Linked DNA regions of Gossypium hirsutum: region 2 is linked to region 1. Evidence: chromatin contacts called from public Hi-C data. All regions are on one chromosome and are shown on one strand. Each heading gives the region's core, a stretch centred on a gene start, on an enhancer-like site or on the middle of the called end of the contact. The rest is flanking DNA. Distances are from core to core; before and after follow the strand shown.

Region 1 (5,677 bases), core at 1,968-4,467:
CCGATTTCTTCAGGAGTCAACGGGCAACGCCCCTGACTTCTCAACTCTTTGTCTGTAAACTGTGAATTGAGAACTCTTCCTTGCCAAATTGTTTGCCGGTACTTGGCCAGAGCCAATTTTTCAGCCTTACCCCCACCGAAATCACAGGCCGAATGGGCAGCCATATCCTGCACGTATCAAAGGTTAGTGAGAAAACCAGTGACTGGCCATAAAATAGAAAGTCATTGGAGAAAACACTAAAATCAAATAGGTCAATCATCTTCCATCCTTAAAGCTTGTTAACTGAACTAATGTATAAAGAGTGTTAAACTGTGTATGTAACCATGTAACTTTGACAACAGATGACCATCTCACATTTTCTACGGATACCGCATGTATAAGTTTTGCAGGCAGATAGTGTACATGGTCGAAATGATCAAACAGATATCTTAACAACAGAGCTCAAGCATATAGAGAAGTAAATGTTTACAGTTCTTATCTTTTAATATGCTCAATGAGGAACTCAATCTACAGTATAAGCTGGTTATACCTTATCAAATCGAAGGTGTAACACAACAAATTTTTGCGGATTTTGTTTGCCATTTTGATCGGTGGTCTCCCTGAGATAGTCAGTGCTACTTGCTTGACTTTGACCTGGAGGATACGTTAGGCGATGGACAAGGGCATCTCCCAGTGCTCTAATGTGCGGAACAAAAACAAGCGCTTTAAAATTGACTTTACATCGTAGTTGCTGGATCTCACTCGGCAGGTTGTCAAAAGACAAACGGTGAGAGAATGGAGAAATTGCAGCAATCCCATTACTGTACCAAAACAGGACATGCTTTTAGATCACACAAATTGGCAAGTGAAAGAAACGGGGATAAAATCACAAAACTGGGCAAACAGGTTAGCTCACATTTCCTAAACTAAAACCATGGCAGGAACTGACATGTTCGAGTGCATGACAGGGTACAAAAACGTCCTTAAGCCCAAAACTTCTAAAATCTACTAAACCGTGTACTAAAACAAAATGTTCATGCTGCTACCAACCTCTGCAGTACGGGAAAGACGTTTTCAAGATACCAGTTTGCAGATGCATGAACAGGTGCTCTTTTTATTCTAGTGCCTCGAATAGCAGTGGCATAATACTCCCTTGTGCTCCACGAGAATTCATCAGGAAGCGCTTTGATGATCGGGATGTCATCCTTCAACACATTCATAAAGTGATCCACATCAAATATATCCATGAATGAGCTGCAGGGAAAGTAATTGCTTCAGAAAAAACGCTTCCTTAGAACCGACACAAAAAACCAGACATTTCCCATTGGAATAAGCAACGGAAAAGGAAAAATTCCTTCCCCATAAAGTACCTTGAATCTTGCCAGACAGGATTTACTTCAAGATGCGGGATCACAAGCGTTGCGTTCAGTATTTTAGCAACTGCAACAGCATCACATATCTACAAAAACAGTAAATGTAACACCTTACCATCTAATTCCTTTCCCAAAACAAACATTTGACTGAAAATATCGGAATGGTTCGCAATTCTCGACTCCTCTAAGCATGTAAAATAGATACGAAAACCTACCCCCATTCTTTGCTGGTTGAGTCCCCCATCAAGAAATACCTGTAGATATCCTTCTGATTTCTGTGGCAATGCTGCCCACCGCAAACTCCAGTTTCAGTGTCTCATAACTCAGCAAATATTAACAATCATGAAGAAACCAAAACTAGAAAATCTCATGGCTAATAACTCACAAGGGGCATTTACAGATCCAAGATATGGTCTCCACCCTTGGTCAGCCAGAGGAGCCCAGAGATCAGATTGCTCCCCAGTAAGCTGAATAGGAACATAGAAATAAATCAGACAAAAAAATTACAAGTCCAGGCACACACAGGGGCAGATGCCGCTTAAGAAACATATCTACTCACACGTTCGCGCTGTAAGGCACTCCTGAGTAAACGTAAATGCCTAGGTTTAGGGACATTCCACTCCTGCAACAAAGGTTAAGTTATGAGCATTTCATTTGTCGTGTTATTCGAATATATGTTCAGTACGGGTATATTTAATTTTACAAGGCCTTTAGAGGATCGCGTCTCATGTTCAAATATATATGGGACACAAGTGCCACCATGTCCGACAGGATATTCCAGGAAAGATAAAAGAGTGAGTTTGAGCAACATACCCTATTAACAATTATTGGTTATAAATTTCGACTTTCCAGTTGAAGTGAATTAACTATATATATTACCACCAAAGAGAATAATGCCATATTTGGCATAATTTTTAATAAAGCAATCGGATTATCAGACACATAGCTACATAAGCTTGCAGTTAGCCACAAACTTCAGTCGGCAAATTAAACTCCAAACCATCCGTACTTTCCATTTTTAGTAAATTGCAAAAAATTTCTCTCAAACAACTCCAAACTTCCCGTTTATCTTTCCATGAAATTTACAGGAACCCAGAACTCATATTTTTTTTCCCTAGAAAATTAAGCAAAGAAAAAATTTTGATATAGAAACATACCGAGAACGTAGAAGGAGAAGCATGGGTGAATGGAGTAAATAAACAAGGAAAAATAAGTGGGAAAATCAACACAAATAACCCACACATTGCTTTTCTTCTAAGAAGCTGATAACAATGCCTCTGGTAATTTAATCTCATCATCACTCTTCCCTTAAAGCTGAGAAACCCAGATCTCCAAATGACCACTTTCCTCAGTTTTTTTTTTCTTTGTTGGCTTTGGTAGGCCTTGATAGCGAAAAGCACTCAAACAAGCAAAGCTTAAAACAAAAATTTAATCAATATAGCCGAAAAGAAGAAACATAGAAGAAGGAAGAAGCAGACTCAAGCACCCAGCCAACACCGCATGCATCACCTTCTCTTCGTTTCTCACATTATGGCCTTACTTAAGGCGCCTGACATAGACACCTGTAAAGCTTTGATTATGAGAAACGGTGTCCTTTATTTCTTAAGGGGGGACCCATAAGGAACATATATACCCCATGGATAAAGTTGGAAACTTGGTGGTCGTGCACGGAAAATCACAGTAAAATATGAATCAGTGGGTAAAAGTTATTTCTTTATTTTTCACAAGTGTTTCGTTAGAGACAAAAATAAGACCGTTGGGTGCGGTGGGGGGATTTGTGAAACTTTTGATTAAAGTAACCACCTTTAAGGGAGAATAGTGATGAGAATGTGATTAGATGAGAGCACCGACGCAGACGCAGACGCTACGCTACCTTCGAAACTATTCAAGTCTTTTTAGGTACTACATTCATGCATATAGAAAATATGGTAGTCATGATCACATTTTTCTGGGGGCCCCATGTTTTTGGATGAATGTGAAAGATTCAACAATAGTATTTTTGTTAATCTAATATGATTTATCGATTTAAATAAAAGAATTTTAAAAATATATAAATTAATAAAAAAATTATATATTTTGACATTTCATTAATTTTTAAATAGTAGTATAAGTTTTTTTTTGGACGGGTCAAGTTTGAACTTGAAATTTTTTTAAAAATCAAACTTTAACTTGATCTAATCTAATCTACAAGTATTTCTATCGTACAAAGACTAAATTTACCTAAAAGAACATAGTATAAGAACACTTTATAAAATTTTACCAAAATATAATCTGTGCATAACTCGTAAATTGAGAATTATTAATTGAAAATTACTGTAATTTTGACTGATACATATAGGTAAAAAAATCCATTAATTTTGTTGATTAATAATTTCATTAAAAAAATGGAAAAATCACCTTCCTTCCTTTATATCTTAGTCTTATTGTCATTCATACCTTGTCAAAATCGGCTCATATTTTCTTCTTTCCTTTTGTCATAAGGATTCGACATTAAGACCACTCATTTAGGTGATTAAAATGATTTATTATTTATTATATTATAAGCATTGATGTTTTCAGAAAAAAAATTAACTTATTTAGAAAAAAAGAAAGAAAGAAAAAGGTAATCACGTGTCAATAGTTGGAGACAAAATATCTACGTTATGTATGTTGTTTTCATATATTATTAGTACAATTTTTCCCACTTTTCGATGATGGGTTAATTTTTTAACTCTAAATTATAGAGTAAATATTTAAAGATTATAGTATTTAGTATTCCTACTTTTACTTTTAAGAAATTAGTCCCTCTATTTTATGAATTTAAAAATTTTAAATCCAATTAAATTATTTTATAAAATTTACTAGTGTAATATTTTGAAATTGAAAAAATATCCACTTACGTAATAACCATGTAACGAAAGAAAAAGCAATAGACTTGAACTTCACAAATGATTTCAAGAGTGTTTACAACTCTTAAAAGTTATATCAACATTTTAATCAATGACATTATTAAAGTTGAGACACTAAATTATATAAAAAAAAGTTGAAGTAAAAAGATTAGATCTTATATTTGGGTGTAGCACATAGACCAGGATTAAAATTTGACCATTGTTATATAATCTTAAATTTGAGGATACTATAGGGACCAAAATTGAAATTTTACCATTCTTTTAAATAATGCAAAAGGAAAAGGGGAAAGAGTTGATCCATTATATATAGGTGAGGATAACATAGGGACTTTACATTTAAAAAAGAAAAGAAGTGACACGTATCAACTAAGTTGAACCTTCTTTTTATATTTATAAATTTAAAAAACTCAACGATAATCCTAAAAATATTTTGAAACTCGGATTGTAGTTTTCCTCTTATATTATTAAAATTGATTAATTATTTAGGGGATTTATTGTGATTGGAGGAGTGGGTTCCAAGATTTTAAGTTAGCTTAAACCTAATTTGATTTAAAATGTAGATTTCAAATTTTATTTAAATTTATTATGATTAATTCAAATTCATTTTACATTTGTCCATATTATTATCTTTAATTTTATAAAAAATTTGTGATATTTTTTAAAAATAATTCGTTTGGTTTTATTAATAGGGGTCTGGGAACAAGTGTCCATTAAATACATCTTAAGCAACTAATAAAAAATGGTAATCAAAAAAGAAAATAGTTCTCAAAAGGAAAACTTTTTCCTTTAAAATATTCTTTCGAATATAAAATTTATATATGAACTTTAGTTTAACATGAACTTTGATTTGGTGTAATTATACTCTCGAAACTTGAATTGTGGTTCATACATATACATGAAATTTTTATTTTAATTTTGATTCGATTGTATATATTTAAAGAAATAAACGAATACATTTATTTTCTTATTGAGTTAATATAATTATTTGTGTATACAATATATCAAGGTAAAATGATACTAATTTAATAATGTTGTTAATGATTTGTGACAACTTAATCAAATCAAAATTTTATATATAAAATTGTACAAAATGAAAGTTTATGTATGACATTGCATATTGGATCAAAGTTTATATATAGTTTAGATATTTGTCATTATTCTAAACACATTCTTTTTTTTTGTTTAAACCTATTTTTTCAAGCGCAATATCTTAATTTAAATCCTTCTAAATTTAATTTGCAAAAAAGAAAAGAATGTATTGATATAGCATTAGATACCCTCCTCCTCCAGCTAGACAAAGTTCCTTTCCATGATTAAAATGCAACGATTCTTGACTACTTGCTTAAAGAAACAAAGACCAAACAGCTTCTATTCACAAGAAAGTAAAGCATCCTAGAAAAAGAAAAAGAACATGTGAAAATTTAAAGAGAGGTCACC
Region 2 (5,677 bases), core at 1,884-4,383, 160 kb after region 1:
TATAAGAATGAAATCGTGGATTTGTTTATAGTTAAAAGAGGTAACCTTATAAGATTTATGAACTTTGTCATACGTTTGATAACTCATGTTTAAGTAAACAAAAGTTCATTTGATTTCACTTATGGATATGAACATGTATGTCTAAGTATGTTTATCCATTTGCTATAATTTTATCATGTTATTTATCATTTTGTTCAACTTGTCCTTTGAGTTTATCATTAACTTGGTTAGCTATGTTAAAAAGGGGAAAAGTAAGTATGGTAATTTTCATTTACTAAGCATTTATGCTTATGCACCATTATCTTTATGCATAGATATTGATTTTGGATTTGTAAAGCCCAACTTGACCATCGAATCATCACACCATCAACAAAACTTTTGAGAGTCTGAAATTAACATATATGTAATTTGTGGCATGTACTTAAGGTGTCAATCCTTTGTATATATGCTAATTTCATATTTCATTACCTAATTAAGTATTTGAATGTTTAGTTACTAAGTTTGGAGTCTCATTTGATCAACTTAAACTTTCGTAATTGTACGAACTTTTGTTTATGTATGCATTTTCTCATTTTTACTTGAGCTAGTAAATGAATTATTACTAAACTTATTTTGGATGCATTCATGAGGTCCTAATATGTCTTTAATACTTACCTTGATGATATGTGAGAGTGGTTCCAGTAGAACATGTATTGAGATTGAGTCTTAGATGATTTCATGTGACCTTTTAAGTGTGTTTTGGGGTTACCTTGTTAGGAGGTGTTTTAGTATGTGTTTGAGGTGTTTTAAATTTGAATTTTTAGTCATCAAAACATCCAAGTCAATGAGAAAAAAAATGAATAGTTTCAGGGAGAAGTATCGATATTCCAGAGGTACCAATACCTCTATCCCTAGTTAAGCCAACTGCACTAGCTCGTTTTGACTCTTGGAGACTCATTTTGGGTCATGGACATTTCTGAATCTTTTGTAAATGATGTTAGGATGTTTTACGGGTTTCAAAATGATTTTATCCCAATTTTATGATTATATTCAAATTGTTTCAAAGTTTAAATTGTTAAATATTTTTGAAATTATCACTATGTATGTGTTTTGGTGGCATCTCCCATCTGTATCGAATGCCGGAACAGGTGAGGGGTGTTACAAATTTCCATAACTTGAAGCCTTTAGGTAGAGGGTCATTAACCTTAAGCACCACCTTTAATCTCATAATCTCGTTTCAGTTGAAATTATCCTTATTAGTTTTGAAATCCACTATTGTAACTTTGAAGAATATCTTCTAATCTTTAGTAATTTTTCCTTGATCCTTTGCTAGATAGGTACCTTGTGGATTTATACCTAGGACTCAAAAGTTGAAAAGTCAATATCTTCTTTGTTATCTCCGTTCTACCACTCTCTAGGATCAAGTGACAATCCATGAAAGACGAAGGAGTAAAGCACAAAAAAATTTTATTATCCCTTTTTTTTTTGAAAATGAATACGAGTATGTTTCATTCGAAATCATGAACCTCAAAAAGACCCTCAAAGAGCCACACATTCTTTAGAATCATCATTGGTCTCGTTCTAACTTCTTTATTCGGAACTACTTTTTTTACTTGATAGAGTTTCCTGACTCAATCATCGATTTTGGCATTTGCCTTTAGATAAATCACGATGAGTTTATTTTTAAGGTTTTTGCTCACAATATCATTCACAACATCCTTGTTATCGTTATCTAGAGCAATGCAAACTAGCAAAATAAGAGAATGGAACGGAAATATGTTGAAAAACTAGAAAGTGACTTATGCTATGTTTGGTTAATTGTTACTAGTGTAATAAGATGAAGAAAAAGTTTACAATTAACCAATAACTAAAACATGTAAAAATATATTACTTTAATCAAACGTGACATTAGAGTTTAAATGGAAAATCAAAAGAGAGGTGATTATAAATAAGAAAGAGATCACCGAGAGAATCAACAACCATAGAAGATTTCACAGAGATGGAAAAAGAGATTTGTAATTCATGTTAAGAAAACTTATGAAAAAGCTACTTGGTATTGCAATGATAGTAAGAAAAGCAATACGTCAGAAACTAAGAAATCATTTATAGAAAAATAAAATGTCTGCATCTACACTCAAAATATGATGATGTTCATCATCATTTCAAAAGATGGTGCCACCCATCCCTTTTTATTATTTTATCACAGCCTTTTTAATTCTTTAATAAGAAACTAATAAATTCTTTGTACCCCAAAAAAAAAAAGAAAAGAAAAGTTGATAAAATCTGATTTCAAATGCATGCTATAAAGAAAATTAGCCTTTCAGTGTTTTTTTTTGGGTAAATAGGAATGTTTGAAAGGGTGAGGCGGGTTTTGCCATATCCAAAAGGAACAAAGCCTGCCAACAAATTAAAAAAAAGAAAATCATAGAAACATGTTTTTGCCAGCTCATCCTGCAAACACACATAATTTTGCTCTCAATAAACTCACCCATGACCCAACCACAAATAACTTATAAAAAGCTTTCAAATTTTGGGATAAAGAACAAACAATTCACAGGCAGTTTTCTTGTGTTGTCCGTAGATCAAATTTATCCGTCTTTCAAAAGTTTTGGATTAACCATACCTAATTCATCATCGTGTGATTTATTTATTTATTTTAAAAAATTCAGGTAATATTTAAATTTGATATATGATAATACTTCTCACAATTGATTTAAGGATATGTTTTTATAAAAAAATAATTTATTTTTGATGGATGATGAATTTATATTATTGGTTTTACTTTTTAAAAAGCTCAATTGTTATTTAATTATTTAACAAGATGGATAACATTAATTGATCCGTTATGTATATTATAGATTTCAAAATAAATATAATAATAAAAATGTGGAAGGGAGGGGGCAGAAATTTGGATTGGACAAAAAATTAAAACCAATACAAAATTGAGTTAAATGTTGATCCAACACATTTATGAACAGATGTTTGGACACGCTGAAGCATAAGAAATCACACGCTCCCTCTCTATTTAAAAGAAAAACAAACAGTCTGTGGTGCGTGAGAGCGATTTCCGAACCATTTCCAAACGCACATTTGATTGCGTCTGAAATTGTCCCACATAATTGTTCCCTTCATAAAGTTTGGAAAATGACTACGTTTTACGCCCAGTCCCACCCGTTTCCCCCATCCCCTCGTTTATAATCCCCAAAGAGGGAAAAATTAAAAATAAAATTGAAAAATTAAAATTAAAATTAAAATTAAAATGAGCCAAACATAGCTCATCGGGAACGCAGCATTTACATTACTGCTACTACTACCACTAGATTTTGAAAAACCCCTGCCTCTTTTTGGATATTATTTTTTTGAGCTTTTATTCATTTTTTCCCCAATTTGTTTGGGGCGATGGGGGAGCAGAAGAGTAGCAACAATAACCGGTGGAACTGGGAGGTGAGTGGCTTCGAGCCACGGCGGACGTCGCCGTCGTCTCCGGAGGACCTACCTAGGGCCAGTGTTGCGCCGTTGATGCGACGGTACTCGATCTCGGCTGCCTCCTCGTTGGCTTCGCCGTTTTCTTCGGAATTTTCTAAGCAGGCTTTGGCTTCTAAGGTGCTCCGATTGAAGGATAAAGTTAAGGTAACGGTGTGAATCGGCTTCGGATTGTCAAAGTTTTCGAGTGATTAGTGTTTTAGCTGGTAACTTGTTCCGATGGAGTTGAAGAAGTCGCTTTAGTCTATCAATGTGATTTTAACTAAGCTCCGTTTTTAGGAATTAACATGCAGTGTTTTTGAGTAGTTTGTTTTAATCTATAAATTTTAACAAATACAACTAGAATATGCTTTTTTAATGTCATTTTCTGGAAGATTAGGTTTGCTGGGAAATTGATCCAAATTCAATGGAGGAGCTCAAAACTGTATAAAATTTTAATGGCAAATTAGAATTTGGATTTGATGAACCACAACTTGGTCATCAGTTTCTGGAATGTGAATTGCTGTTCATGCAGAAAACTCAGTTAGTTGAGAATGTTTAATACTGGTCGCATTCTTGCTACACAAGCTTCGGATCCTTCTTGATGATCCAAATTGTGTTGGTTTCAACTGTTGTAAGATTGTGCATTGTGTCAAATGTCGATTGGGATGCCCCTTTTTATGATATTTGAGTGGACTTTGTTGCCCAGTATTTGGATGAAAAGAAAAGTTTTCCCCTCCTATCCTATATGGCAATTTTATGATAGTTCTGTGGAAAACTTCTAATACTGATAATGAATCTTTGACATAATGCATGTGCTGATCTTGAGGGACAACAACACGAGCCATTACCAAACAGTGGCTTGAGAATAGCAAATGAAATAGCTGGCTGACAATTCAAAAGTCAATTAATCTAATGTTAATATACTCCAAGGTCTGGCTTATTTTTCTTGGGAAGCCATTAAGGGATCTGTGCTCTGGTTTTCGGATGTGATACTTGTCTTTGATTCTATTAATAAATGAGCTTCTATATTATTACCTAAGTTTTGTTGTATCTCCTTGGTCTGAAAAGATAGCATATGGATTAGGTGATTGCTTGGGTTGAAGTTGATTACGAAATTTTGAGTGAATAATTTTGACTCTTGTCATATGCATTCAAGCTTTATGAAAGAACAGTTTTGGAAATCCTTAATTTCTCTGGTATTTTCTGAAGTCTGAAATAATGATTGGTAACATATGATGTCTTTGATGTTAGAAGCTTTTTTGGGGTGGGACTAAAGCAAAAATTGTTTTGGCTCACTATAGTAATTTAGTAAGCATTCTGGGTTTTATCATTGTAGTGTCTTGTGTTTGATGCATTTTTTTATTACATTAATTTGGCAGCTTGCAAAAGAAGACTACTTGGAGTTGCGACAGGAAGTTAATGATCTGCAGGAATATTCAAATGCTAAACTCGATCGACTTACACGTTACCTAGGTGTTCTTGCTGATAAAACTCGTAAACTAGGTAATATATTAAGGTTTAGTGGCAGTTTGTTTGGGTTACGTTCATGAATTCCTTATGCTTCAGCTATTTTAGTGCTTGGTTTGCATGTCTAATGGTATATTCCAAAGATTCTTCTCCGGGGTTTGGTTTATTTGTAATCACCTTGTAATTTTTAGAAGAAACATTGTGCTATTTTTTCCTGTTGCCTATGATTTTGTGCTCATGAGATGAATTTTGAGATAAAAATTTAAAGAAAAAAGTTAAAAGTGCTTTATGTTGACCCCTTGTCCAAAAAGAACAAAGGGGATCCAAAAATGCTTTTAAAAGAAGCACTAAGAAGAAATAAGGAGAGCAAAAGAAATTAGTTGTTTGGTTAAAAACAGTAAAAAGGATAAAGAAAATAAATTCTTTATTTCCTTTATGCATGTTGCAGGAGTTGTGTCACCCTTGTTTTAATGCCTTTTATTGGAAGTTTGCTGCTGAAGCATGGAAATATAACCACTAGGGAAGCTAAAATGTGGTAACGTCATAAATGTTTGGTAATATGGATATGGTAATCAACCAAAGCATTATGAGGGTCTCCTGTTTATCCACAATTTTATGCATTTGATGGTGAATGGTGTGATTTTGTTTTGTTAGGTTTGTCTTCAATTTTTTTTGTTTGATAAGATCATTCAAGAATTTGTATTCTATTTGACAATAAAAGAAAGGTGGGAAAGCAAAGTAAAGAGCATCATATCTTAAAAATATA

What was found. Hi-C and Micro-C count contacts between places; a contact is called where the count stands out from the background.
Region 2: a Hi-C map of leaf shows a contact between it and region 1, with 1.7 times the contacts expected there. The contact joins the promoter of LOC107913395 here to the promoter of LOC107913389 in region 1. A contact is called at or near these places in 3 of 34 Hi-C or Micro-C datasets (all in leaf).

Annotation. Positions count from the first base shown.
Region 1 is chrD11:31,828,636-31,834,312 of Gossypium_hirsutum_v2.1, forward strand. It overlaps LOC107913389 (O-fucosyltransferase 39), which reads right to left and starts at 3,218. Exons shown (of 10, transcript XM_041104041.1): 1 at 2,510-3,218; 2 at 1,912-1,974; 3 at 1,738-1,819; 4 at 1,568-1,638; 5 at 1,350-1,438; 6 at 1,030-1,233; 7 at 530-800; 8 at 1-167. The coding sequence starts at 2,650.
Region 2 is chrD11:31,984,994-31,990,670 of Gossypium_hirsutum_v2.1, forward strand. LOC107913395 (kinesin-like protein KIN-14B) reads left to right here and starts at 3,134. Exons shown (of 24, transcript XM_041104044.1): 1 at 3,134-3,609; 2 at 4,824-4,947. The coding sequence starts at 3,379.